Regions from separate parts of the Anas platyrhynchos genome. Here region 1 is linked to region 2. Evidence: chromatin contacts called from public Hi-C data. All regions are on one chromosome and are shown on one strand. The core of a region is the stretch at or near the end of the contact, and the rest is flanking DNA. Distances in the headings are between cores, read along the strand shown. Region 1 overlaps TMEM164 (transmembrane protein 164). Region 2 holds the start of TMEM164 (transmembrane protein 164).

The links. A called contact is a pair of places that touch in the nucleus more often than the background predicts.
Region 1: a contact with region 2 is called in a Hi-C map of subcutaneous adipose tissue, with 2.7 times the contacts expected there. The contact joins the enhancer-like site here to the promoter of TMEM164 in region 2. A contact is called at or near these places in 5 of 8 Hi-C or Micro-C datasets (F1 follicle, liver, skeletal muscle and 1 more).

Annotation. Positions count from the first base shown.
Region 1 is chr10:5,651,332-5,656,794 of IASCAAS_PekinDuck_T2T, forward strand. All of the region lies in intron 5 of TMEM164 (transmembrane protein 164), which reads left to right. Among named protein-coding and RNA genes, the nearest start is that of TMEM164, 34 kb to the left of the region's middle. Within about 2 kb of position 3,385, at least 3 of the 8 cell types and tissues checked have an H3K27ac peak or open chromatin away from gene starts, as enhancers often do. A contact at or near this core is called in F1 follicle and subcutaneous adipose tissue, where this site is marked.
Region 2 is chr10:5,617,345-5,623,025 of IASCAAS_PekinDuck_T2T, forward strand. TMEM164 (transmembrane protein 164) reads left to right here and starts at 2,399. Exons shown (of 7, transcript XM_027465421.3): 1 at 2,399-2,707; 2 at 3,105-3,625. The coding sequence starts at 3,161.

The DNA.
Region 1 (5,463 bases), core at 2,135-4,634, 35 kb after region 2:
ACTTTGGCTAAATATTTTGGCTGAGATAGCCTCAGACTGTGTAACTAATAACTCCTCAGTTTCCTACTGCATTTGTCTCTTGGTTGCCTGTCTGACTGTGGTGACTCTTTAGTAAAATACCCATGTAATTTTGTACTAATTACAGCTAATGCCACATGAGATTAAATATATGATTTTTGATGTAACAATTACTGAGCCTAAAAACATTTGTTAGCATTTCATCATTTAACTGGCACCTTTGTTTCAAAGTGCTTTGAGTAGGTCATACCCTTTAACCTAGCTGTGTCCTGGGCAGATTGCTTTATTACTGACATGTATCATTATGCTGGTTTATTTCTATATTTTAAATAGAAATTTCTGTTGGCAAATCTATAGATTATAGCTGGGAGAAGTAACTGAAGCGTAGTAAAAATGGAAAAACGAAGTGAATAGATTGCATGTGAAAAATGATCCCTCTCCAGCTTTATTGGGAACCTACTGATATTACTGCTTGCCCTAAAATGACCTCTGTCCCAGCATTAACATTCCTCTAAGGAGGGTTGAGCAGAACACCTGGAGCGGAGATGATGTGAGGCTCAGTCTATACAGAATGATGTTGGCATGCTTATTGAGCACCTTACAGTCACGCACCCAGGCTCAGTTAACTCTTAAAGTGTTTCCTTCTGGACAGGAAACTGGGGGACAGTAAGTGAGGGCTGTAATCCTTTATTTTCTCTCTCTCCCTGTTGTTCATTACAGCAGTGGAAACAGGTCATGTTGCACTGGCAGCATCACCTTCCTGCCTCACCCCTGTCAGTGTGGGGGCTTCACTAACGGCAGGATCAAATTGAAGGCTGAGTTCGAACATTTCTCATCAGTGCTGCGCAGTGAGCTCACTGAGAGCTCCGTGCTCGAGGTGTATTCCCCTTTAGGGATTAACACATCTTTCTCTCTTCTTCCTTCTCCCTGCCCTCTGTACTGATTGAATACAAATTGCATTACTTCCCCTTCTAACATATTTCCGTTCCAAGTGCACACATGTATGCATACACACACATGCCAGTTGAGACAGAATAAATGATATAGCTCGTATCTCTCTGACCTGCAATAAGAGGCACTCATGCAGAACGGAGGTAGTTCAGATAGAGCAGTTCAACAGAGAAGCCAAACTCAAGGCAGGTCATGCATGAAACAGACCTGCAATTCTCAGCTTTCTTGCTGGATGAATCTTACCTTGTAACATGTGTGAACCCTGCCAAATATTGTTCTGTGCCTCTGGCAGGACACAACATTCCTGAAACAGCTGAATAGGTTGAAGCGGAGCAATAGAATGGATGTAGAATTGTGGATATACTCACTGTTTCCTCTAGTCATCAGGAGGTGAGATTCTCATTTCCGTGTGGAAGAAGGTGTGCATGCTTTTGTAGCTCCTGAGTTGGGTTATAGCGGGATCAGATGAGTGCTGGGACTAGCAAAAGGGAGGTGCAAGAAAGGAATTATCAGGGTGGAGGGAAGAAGACGGGAACCACAGCAGCATGACTTGAGACCAGGGAACCAACCCCTTCATTGAAAAGTCCTCAAATCGCTTTCATCTACAGTTACAACTAAGCTTGTCTTCTAAAGCATATGAGTGTACTCGGGTGAGTCTGTTTTTTGCTACTGGGATACAGACAGCTGGCAGAAGGCTCAGGGAGATGGCAGCTGAGGAAGTGTAATGTCTCAAACTGTCAAAGCTATTTCAACAGTGCATTAACCTGACCTTCTAAGATCAAAGTATTAGACACCTTCAGTGCTTTTTGGAGGACTTGGTTTTGCCAGCTCATAACATGATGAAAAAAACCTACTTTGTGCTCCATCAGCCTCAGAGGTCTCTCAGTTTTTGACCGTCTTGGTCCGTAAGCTAGTTTGGTCAGCTTTTGGATGGATTTGACAAGATTAGATGTGCACCTGATTTCAGAGTTTCAGATAGTTTTGAAGTTTGATCAAAGTGGAATTGCTGTTTCCTGGGGACTGTGAGCATTGGTCACTCCACAGAAGTTTGGAATAAGGGTTGATTTGTAGGGGCTTCCTAACAGCAGAGTTGAGATCATCCTTCATGTGTTTTGAGATCCCCAGTGTTATTTAGTAGACTTTACAGTAACTTAGTGAAGTAGGCAAGGATGTTGGTGTCGGGTATTTTTAGGGTTTTGTCACTTTAAGGAGCAATTTGATCTATGGATCTGAAGATCTAGTGTGGTTAATTAGAGCCCTTTATGTTGGTGTCAATTATAACGTGATTTGACACTTTCACCTGCAGGGGGAGATGGTCACTAGCATCCGTTCTGTTAAAATGGCCGGGCAAATTCTCAAAATTCACAGTTGAAACGTAGGTCATCCACTCTGTGGAGAGAGTAAATTAATTTGGTGGTATTTTAGGGAAGGGAAAAAAAAACACAACACCTTTTTGGAGCAAACTCTGGACAGCCATGTAGGCTGGCCCCATCTCCTTTTGAGAGCTGAGCACAGAGGGACAGACATACTGATCCTCAGTACTTCAGTAGGGAAGTTGTTTGCTGGGAGCAGAGTGAGAATAGCTTATAAGGCAATTCTGTATCATCATGAGCAGTAAAGAAACCATCTCTCTGGCTCAGGTCACGAAGCCTTTTTCTTTTTTGATCTAATTGTCTTCAAAGGTGGCATCAGAACAGATTAATTTCTGTAGCACTGTGAGAAAGCCCATAGAAGTTGACGAACCTCCCCCTGCAACAAAGCACACCATCGTCACCCTTCGGAAGGCAGACAGAAGCTGCTCTGGCTAGCCAGCTTCCTTAAGGGCAGGCGGTGGTTTTTACCTAACAAGAAGCCGGGCTCAGTTATGAGATGTAGAACATAGGTAGCAAGTACAGATGGAAGGATCATTTTTTCTGTAGCTGTAAACTAGGGAGGTAGAATTAAAGCAATTAGGGAATTAAACTTTTGCTTTTTCTCTGGCTGCTGGGAATTATATACCTTAGCAATCCAGGAAGAATTGGCCATATATTTGAATATAGTTAGATAGTTACAAACCACGTTTATCTCCCTCTCAGTGAAATACTTTATAATAAGGGTTTCATTTCTTCCACTGAAACTCTTAACTGCTTAGAGAGCTGTTGACTCTTGTGCACTGTGTAAGGTTCACTCTCATCCGATTATGTTCCTGCTCTCCTGCTGACAGCTTCCATGTTACTGTTCCAGCTTTTCTCTGCCTCCCGGATCCCACGTGTTAGATATAAGTGACTGGTCCGCTGCCCAGCAGTGCTGAGAGCTGGCACTTGGAGCAGCAGGGCAGCTGTGGCACTTGGCAGCTGGAGCTGTGTGCTGGGCTGCAGGCTCTTCTGCAGCTCGAGCATTTCAAGCTGGTCTTGTTCGAAGATTTAAGAGAGCTGGAGAGGAAGAGGAGGAGACAGTGTCTGTGACGTGACCCACTGAGCTTCATGCACTGGGCAGTTCCTACTGTGAAACACTTGAGCTAAAAAAGGATGTTCTGACTGGGCCCAAGGTCTGTTAAAGACTTCCCTCTACATGCAAGAGACTGAGAAGTTGAGCAATTTTATTTTATTTTATTTTTACCAGTATATGGAAGAATGACTAACAATGTGAAGGAAAAGGAAGAGCCTTCTTTATGGACTATCAAAAGTCGCTCCTGACAGGAGCAAGTAATACAAGATCTCCTGTCCAAGGTGATTTTGACAAGAGTAGCTGACGGTTGGGGAATAAAAATCTCCTGGTATAAGGTTGTGTTTTGAAATCTGCCCATAAATTCAGAACAACTGTAGGGGAAATTGCAGATTTCAGGTGATAACTAGCTCATCCTCTGGAGAACAGTTTTTCTGTTCTCCCCCTGGAAAGGAAGTTCGTTCTTTAGGCTAGCTCAATAGATCAAAATACACTATTGAAATTAACCCCTTGATTAAGGGAAATAAAACGGAATTAAGTTTGCCCTCGCCTTTTTACAGCTTGAAAATGAAGGAATTGCAACAGTTGCTCAGAGTTCTGGATCAAGTATGTATAGCTCTAGTTAGGAGACTACAAAAGGAGAATGTTTGGGGCCGGAAAACTGAAACATCTCTATTAAATATAGTAGCAAATAAAGCAAGACATTAATTAGGAAAGAGGGATTATTTTTAAACCCTATCAAATTAAAAAAATATACTGTATTTAGGTTCTAATTCTCCTATTCAAGCAGGAATAACTGTACTGCATTCTGTTTTCCTTTCTAGTAAATTGCATTCAAATTTTTACGATCCTATTATTTGATAACTTTAAATAAATATCAGTAATTCCTAAGACACTAGACATTTATAACACTGCAACTAACACAAGACTTTGCAGGGGAAGATGGAAACCAATATAAAATAAATTGAGTCTCTGTGTTGATCTTTAGATTATTCAAGCCACACTTCCATTTTGTAAATGGCAAAATTAACTGCATAGCTTGTTCAAGGTCACGCAACTCCTTGCTGCAGAAGCCGATGAAGAATCCCAAGGCCCTCAACCTATATGAAGTCCTTCCTATCAGTGCTACTGAAATAATGAAGTTTAATCTAAACTGAAAGATGCACTGCCATGCTATTTCAACACAGGAACAAACATACAGCCTACTTGGATGACCCTGATTTGAAACAGTCTCAACTGTCTGGGGCATGAGCGTTTCCGAGAATGAGATTAGTGCCAGACTGGCAGCTGGATTAAATTTTTGAAAGTGCTTAACGTATAAGAACTGCCTGTGATCCTTTGTGGATAGAGAGATAGTGAAACTCACTGCCACATATTGAAATTGATTTCTCGTGTAAGCAGCAAATAGCTTTTGCCAAAGACAACACAGGCCATTCAAACAGCCACTCAGCTGGATCTCAATTTTCCTGTTTGTATGTTTTCATTAGCAGACTGTGTACTATAGAAAATAGATCACACTGCTCTGTTAAGCAGGCATCTGTTAAATAGCAGGACAGTACAGTAATAAAATCTATAGTGATTATTTACTCAGTGACAAATGTACAGAAAATATCCCAGGTATTAATTTAAAATTAGTTCCCCCAAATGCATGTGGGAATCCAAAGCTCTCTGAAATGCTTTTCTGTGGAGGTCATTGTTTCCTTTTTGTCCCTTGATGTCCAGATAAAGATACTGCTGAAAATCACACTATCGTTCTCAGGATTGCAAAGTCTAGCAAGGAGGAAATTTTCTCTTATATAGCAAGATTGAGAGTCTGTAGTGGGTGAGAGTCACCATGTTTTTCTCCTTTTAAGTCTTGGAACAAAGAGAGGATGTAGCAGTGTGAAATTCACAGCTGTAGGAACCTGAACAGTTCTCCTAAGTGACTTCTGAAACATGATTCCTTCACTAGATTGGAGCTGGCCACAAGAAGCTGCGTTTCAAAGCCAAACTATGTCACTGATCCATTTTGTAATCTTGTGCAATTTTACTTAAAAGACTAATACTTGGGTCTTTTAATGACTGTATTCT
Region 2 (5,681 bases), core at 1,149-3,648:
AACACAGAGAGCTGTGTGTAAACCACCCAGCAGATTAGGAACTGAGAACCCAAATCTCTTGCATTTGTAGTGGACCACAATCCAACCATGAATTAACAATTCATGTGATGTTGCTAAAAAGTATCAGTTATACCAAGGTATCCTTTTTACACCAACTATGCTCCTTTTTAGTAAGTGGATAGGTTGTTAGACATTGGAACAGGCTGCCCAGGGAAGTGGTGGAGTCACCATCCCTGGAAGTCTTTAAAAGACATTTAGATGTAGAGCTTAGGGCTATGGTTTAGTGGGAACTGTTAGCGTTAGGTCAGAGGTTGGACTCGATGATCTTGAGGTCTCTTCCAACCTAGAAATTCTGTGATTCTGTGATTCTGTGATAATCACAGAAAAACAGGTCACCCATCACCGTAACCCAAAGTAGGATAAAATGGAGAAGGGAGGTGCTCCAGGTTCCAGCTGTTTCTGGGATTAGAGTTGTAATGTTAACCAGTTTCCTTACACAGTCAAGCAGAAGAGCTTATGCTAGCATAAGAGAGTGAAAATGAATAGCATGGGGAAGGGAAAGGCAGCGGTTCACAGTAGCTGGCTTATATGAATATTATTACTGAACTATGACACATCTCATTCTTACTGGATTTCTTTGTTGTTGTTGTTTTAAAAAAAAAAATGTTTCTGAGTTATCAAGAATATTTTGAAATTGATTTCTCTTCCCCTCAGCTTTGAGTCACCTGCGAAATTGATGAGTATGTTCTCTATTTCTTTACCTGCATTGTTAATAAAAATACCAAGCAGAACCTGACTGAGGACACATGCTGGGAACCCACCAATGTATCTTTCCTTTCAACAATGAACCATTGCTTTCTATCCTGCCAGTTTTGTATAGACCTTTTAATACAGTTCTCCAGGTAATATTTTGCAAGTGCCTTGCTGACTACATATTTTAACTGAAAACAAAACTAATGTTTCAGCATATTCAGGTAGAAGTAATCCATACAGGGGCAGACTCATCTTGCAAACATTTTATAAAAAAAATAGCTTTATGCTTGTTATAAAACATAGGCTATTTTGGCCCTGCTGTTAAATTTTCACTTATTCAATTTTGAAAGAGACTATACTAGTCCCTTGCAGTTTCACTTTCTTGTTCTAATAGGTTCCTCATTAACTCAAAGCTAAGATTAAGATCTAAGCTATTCTGTAAGAGCTTTTTCTAGGATTTTAACACAGTGATACTACTGACCTCACCTAAATTATGGTAAATGAACTGGGAAATCAATAACTGCATGGATCAGTCCAGAACACTTGCATATGTTTCATCTAGTTCTTATTTACTGTGATTATAATTTGTTTTCTTTCATTATTTTATGTCTTTAATAGAGTACACATAATATAAACACATAGAGAATGTATTATGTATTAGATACATACTTATATTCTTTCCCCCCCAAATATCGCAACCTTTATTACAATTTCTGTTCAACAGTTGAAGCAGCTCAGCACTAACATCACTAGCTTGGCAGTTTTTTCTTCCCCTATTAGTAAAATACAGGAATACTGCTTGTAAAGATAAGCACAGAGTATTTTCTCTCCTGGAGTCTACCAATTGGATTGTCTGCTCATGCACAACCTGGCACAGGTCCATCTCCCCAGCCCTGTGCCATAGGACAGCCACTCTTGCTACAATTGCAGACAGCTTTGTAACTTGCCTCTGAGTTTCATTCTGTCTGTCACCTTGCAGTGCCTGTGGTCTGTTTCTGGGATTCCTCATTTCCTGAACTCCTTTTTTGTAAAGTGAAGAAGGCCTGTACTTAGGATACCAATACATAGTCAGGAATTATTAGATTCTGTTCACCAGGAAATGAATCTTATGCAGTCACACTACCAGTTCTTTTCCTCAGAACTGGGCGCGTGCAAGAGACTTAGATAGGTGACTAAGCCAAAAAGGATGAGCACAGCATAAATCTGTTTTGATGGGCTGGCGGTGACAGGTCCACAGCCGAGCTTTTAGTTTCAAACTGGTCTGAGCTGGTGTGGTAGTCTTGAGCTGCCAGCAGCTCCCAGAACACACAGGGACAGGAGATGCTCTTGCCCTCAGCATCTGTGCTGATGGAAAAGCTAGAGAGTGCCTGCAAACAGCACGGCAGCGCTGGGGCATTCCTGTGGGCTTCTGGGGCCTCTGGTGCTGGTTGGCACTGGGAGGCACTGGGGGGGGTCTTGGAGGCACAAGGAGGGGTCTGGGGGAGGTAGCCGTGTGGGGAGCAGCAGGGAACCAGGATTACTGAGATAGGGAATGGAGAAAATGCATCGATAACAGAGCAGCGCTAATGGGTTTTCCTGCTCTCAACCACCACTTCCTTCACTTGCGAATTTCACTTTCACATCACCATGTTCCGATAATGAAATTTTGGCAAGAACTCGGATCATTTGCCTACTCGCCAGGCAAATCGCAGCCGGGGCCCGCCCTGCACGTAGTTCTCTGCAGCCGCTTCAAAACCTGCGGCGGGGCAGCGTGGGCAGCCCTCAGAACAGCCTCGGCCAGCGGTCCTGCCACAGCCCCCGGGCCCACAAAGGGCTGGAGGCCGGGCCGGGCGGGCTGAGGAGGAGGAGGAGGAGGAGGAGGAAGAAGAGGAGGAGGAGGAACAGAGGAGCCGGAACAGAGGAGCCACCCGCGTGGCTCGTCCATTTTTCGGGGCGCCTCGGGCACGTTGCGTGTGTATGTGGCGGGGAGGGAGGGAGGGGATGCTGCGGCGCTGGGGAGGGCGGCGGCAGGGAGGCTCGCCCCGCCGCCGCTGAGGGGAGCGCTTCCTCCTTCCCGGCCCCGCGGAACGGGGGAGCTGGGCCCGCCTCTTGCGGGCCGAGCTGGGTAACGGAGCCGCCGCCGGGCTCTGAAGCGCCGGGCTCTGAGGTACGGGGCTGCGAGGCACCGGGGCCGCCCCTTCAGGGCGGCGCTGGGCGGGAAGGGCCGCGAGCGGCGGCCGCTGGGGCTGCGGCGCCTGAGGCGAGCGGGCGGGGAGGCGGCGGGCGGCGGCCTGAGGAGAGCCGGGGGCCCGCGGCTCCCCCCCCCCTCCCCGGGTTTCGCCGCCTCCCGTGAGTGCCACCTCTCTTCGTAGGCTGCCGGCGGAGAAAGGAAAGGCTCGGGCAGGAAGGCGGGACGTCCTCGCGTTTCATGTTCCGTCAGCCCGACAGCATTTCGGCTTTGATTCCGACTTGCTCCTACCTGCGCCCGGGCAGTGACGGGGAGGAGAGCGGGCGCCGGCCCACCATGTCCCGGTACAGCCTGCACAACCTCCTGGACTGGATGTACGGGGGCGTGGACCCCAGCTTCGCCGGCAACGGAGGGCCGGAGTGCGCGGCCTTCCTCTCAGGGCAGCAGCGCTTTGTGGAGAGCCTCGTCTTCCTCAGCGTGGGCGCCGCGGAGATCCTGCTGTCCCTGTGGAAGCTGAGGCAGCTGCACTGCAAGGAGCTGGAGGCTCAGCTGCTGCAGCAGCCCCGGGCGAAGCAGGAGAGCTTGGGCAAGAACCTGCTGCTGGTGGCCCTCTGTCTCATCTTCGGGCTGGAGGTGGGCTTCAAGTTTGCCACCAGGACCGTCATTTACCTGCTGAATCCCTGCCATGTGGTCACCGTGATGCAGGTAACGCTTGTGCACCGGGCAGTCTGCCTCAGTTTTTTTGTGCTCACAAAGCAGCGTTTTTTTCAGCTTGTGGACCGAAAGTCCACAAAGGTACAAATGACAATAATTGGTGTAAACGCTTTAGAACTTTGCATTTAATTGGCTGAACTGAAATCTGTGGAAAAAACAAAGTCAAACAAAAAGGTGAAATTGTAGCTAGTTTAATGCCTACTTCTGTGGTTGAAAAGGCTTTCTCACCTTCACCTTGCCCTTGTTTCAAGAACAGAAAAAGCTGTTTCCACTGACTGCAGTGGGAAAACTAGCACCAAATGTAATAAAAACAAGATTATTGCAAAAGGGCCCATGTAATTCACAAACAGCTGCTTCTGGCAAGTGATATTCAGGGGTGTGAATGTATTTTGTGAAGTTGTTAAAGAAGCAAAGTGCTTTTTATTTTATGCTGGTAATTTTGGTTTGCCTTTATTTTAAAAGCTGCATAGTAAGGAACCAACACCTTATGTATGGGTGAATGAACTGAGCCGGCTTCATATCTGTGGATAAACCATGTACTTTAGCAACTTGTGGCATAGTTGGTGATGCGTGATAATACACAGCTTGTGTAGCTGTGAAAATAATGGAAACGTTCATAAACAGTTACTGAGCTGTGGTATCTAAATCTTACAAATTGTATTTGTCAGTAGTTCAGCGTATGTACTTAGCTCACTGAGGTTAAGGAGTGTGGGATGTCAAAAATAATAATTTTGTTTAATTTTGCTAACACACTACCATCAACACGGGACAACTTACAAAATTTAAGCTCAACAACTCACAGGAGACAGACAAACTTCTATCATGGCAGCTTTTGTGAAAGATTTTTGACAAACAGCAATAACAAATGAAAATCAGACCAATACCATTCTTAGTCTCCCTTTGCAGAAGGCTAACTGCTAGTACCAGAGGTCTGAGGGAGATAGGTGTTGTTTTAAGAGGGGGGAAAAAAAAAGGCTTTTACAGCACTTTTCAGGACATCTACAACAATTAAGTTACTGTTCCAGACCTTAATTAGGAAGTTATGTAGATTCCTAAGCTGTGATGCAATGTTAGGTCAGTATTTTACACCAGTAGAAATGCTTTCCATAAAGTGGTAACAATGGCTGTGCAATCAATTAGTCAGTATTGGTAAGGAGGGGGAAAGCAGAAGGTATGCAAGAGCTGTAGAAATAATTATGAAAGAAACCATTATGGCCTCATTCCATTGCTCTGTAACGCTATTTACTGGACATTTTTCCTATTAATCCTCTGTGAAGACGGTGAGGATAGGTTACCTTTATGATTTGAATGCTTGGTTGCCTTGATGTGGTATTATAATGTTGTGTTGTGATAGTAATATGGTACTTGTTATAACAGCAAATCCAGCAAATACTAGTGCCTAGACATAAATTTGGGAGGTACTATTGTTTAGGTTGTTTATTAGTGGTCTCCCCCAGGAAGACAGAGACCCAATGTCTATAGTCAGGCATAGGCAATTATTCTTTATTTCTTTCAGACCACTTGTGGAGCCTTTTCTATAATCTTGTGGTAATTACTCATTAGAAATGGTGTTACAGTATTTTGTGCAGTTGAGAAGATGGGTATGTCAGTGAAATTCGGAAGTCATGCCTCTTCGTTCTCAGTTGTGTTACAAATAGGCCTGGGCTTAATGTGGAGAATGAAAATTGTTGCAGAACCAACAGCTTTCAGCAGAGAAAACAGGTTAGATGGAAAGATAGTTGAAGACCTCCATTGGCAGAAAAATAATGTATAGTTGGTGGAATCTTGAAAGAGTTCATCTGGCCTGAGCTTGCTGATGGCACCTGGTTGGCAAGGTGAAATACATGAAAAATGTAGCTTATTCCTCACTTCTGTTCTTACAGTAGCTTGCATGTTATCCTGCTGCAGGGCTGAAAGATTAGGATGAACAAGGTAGGAGGTGAAGAGGTGAAGCACGCCCTAACATTTGAGATCCCTTCAAAGGGAAGCCAACAGTAGCTGTTTGTAAAGGTCTCTCCTCTCACTCAATTCCTGTTTTCCTTTTCTT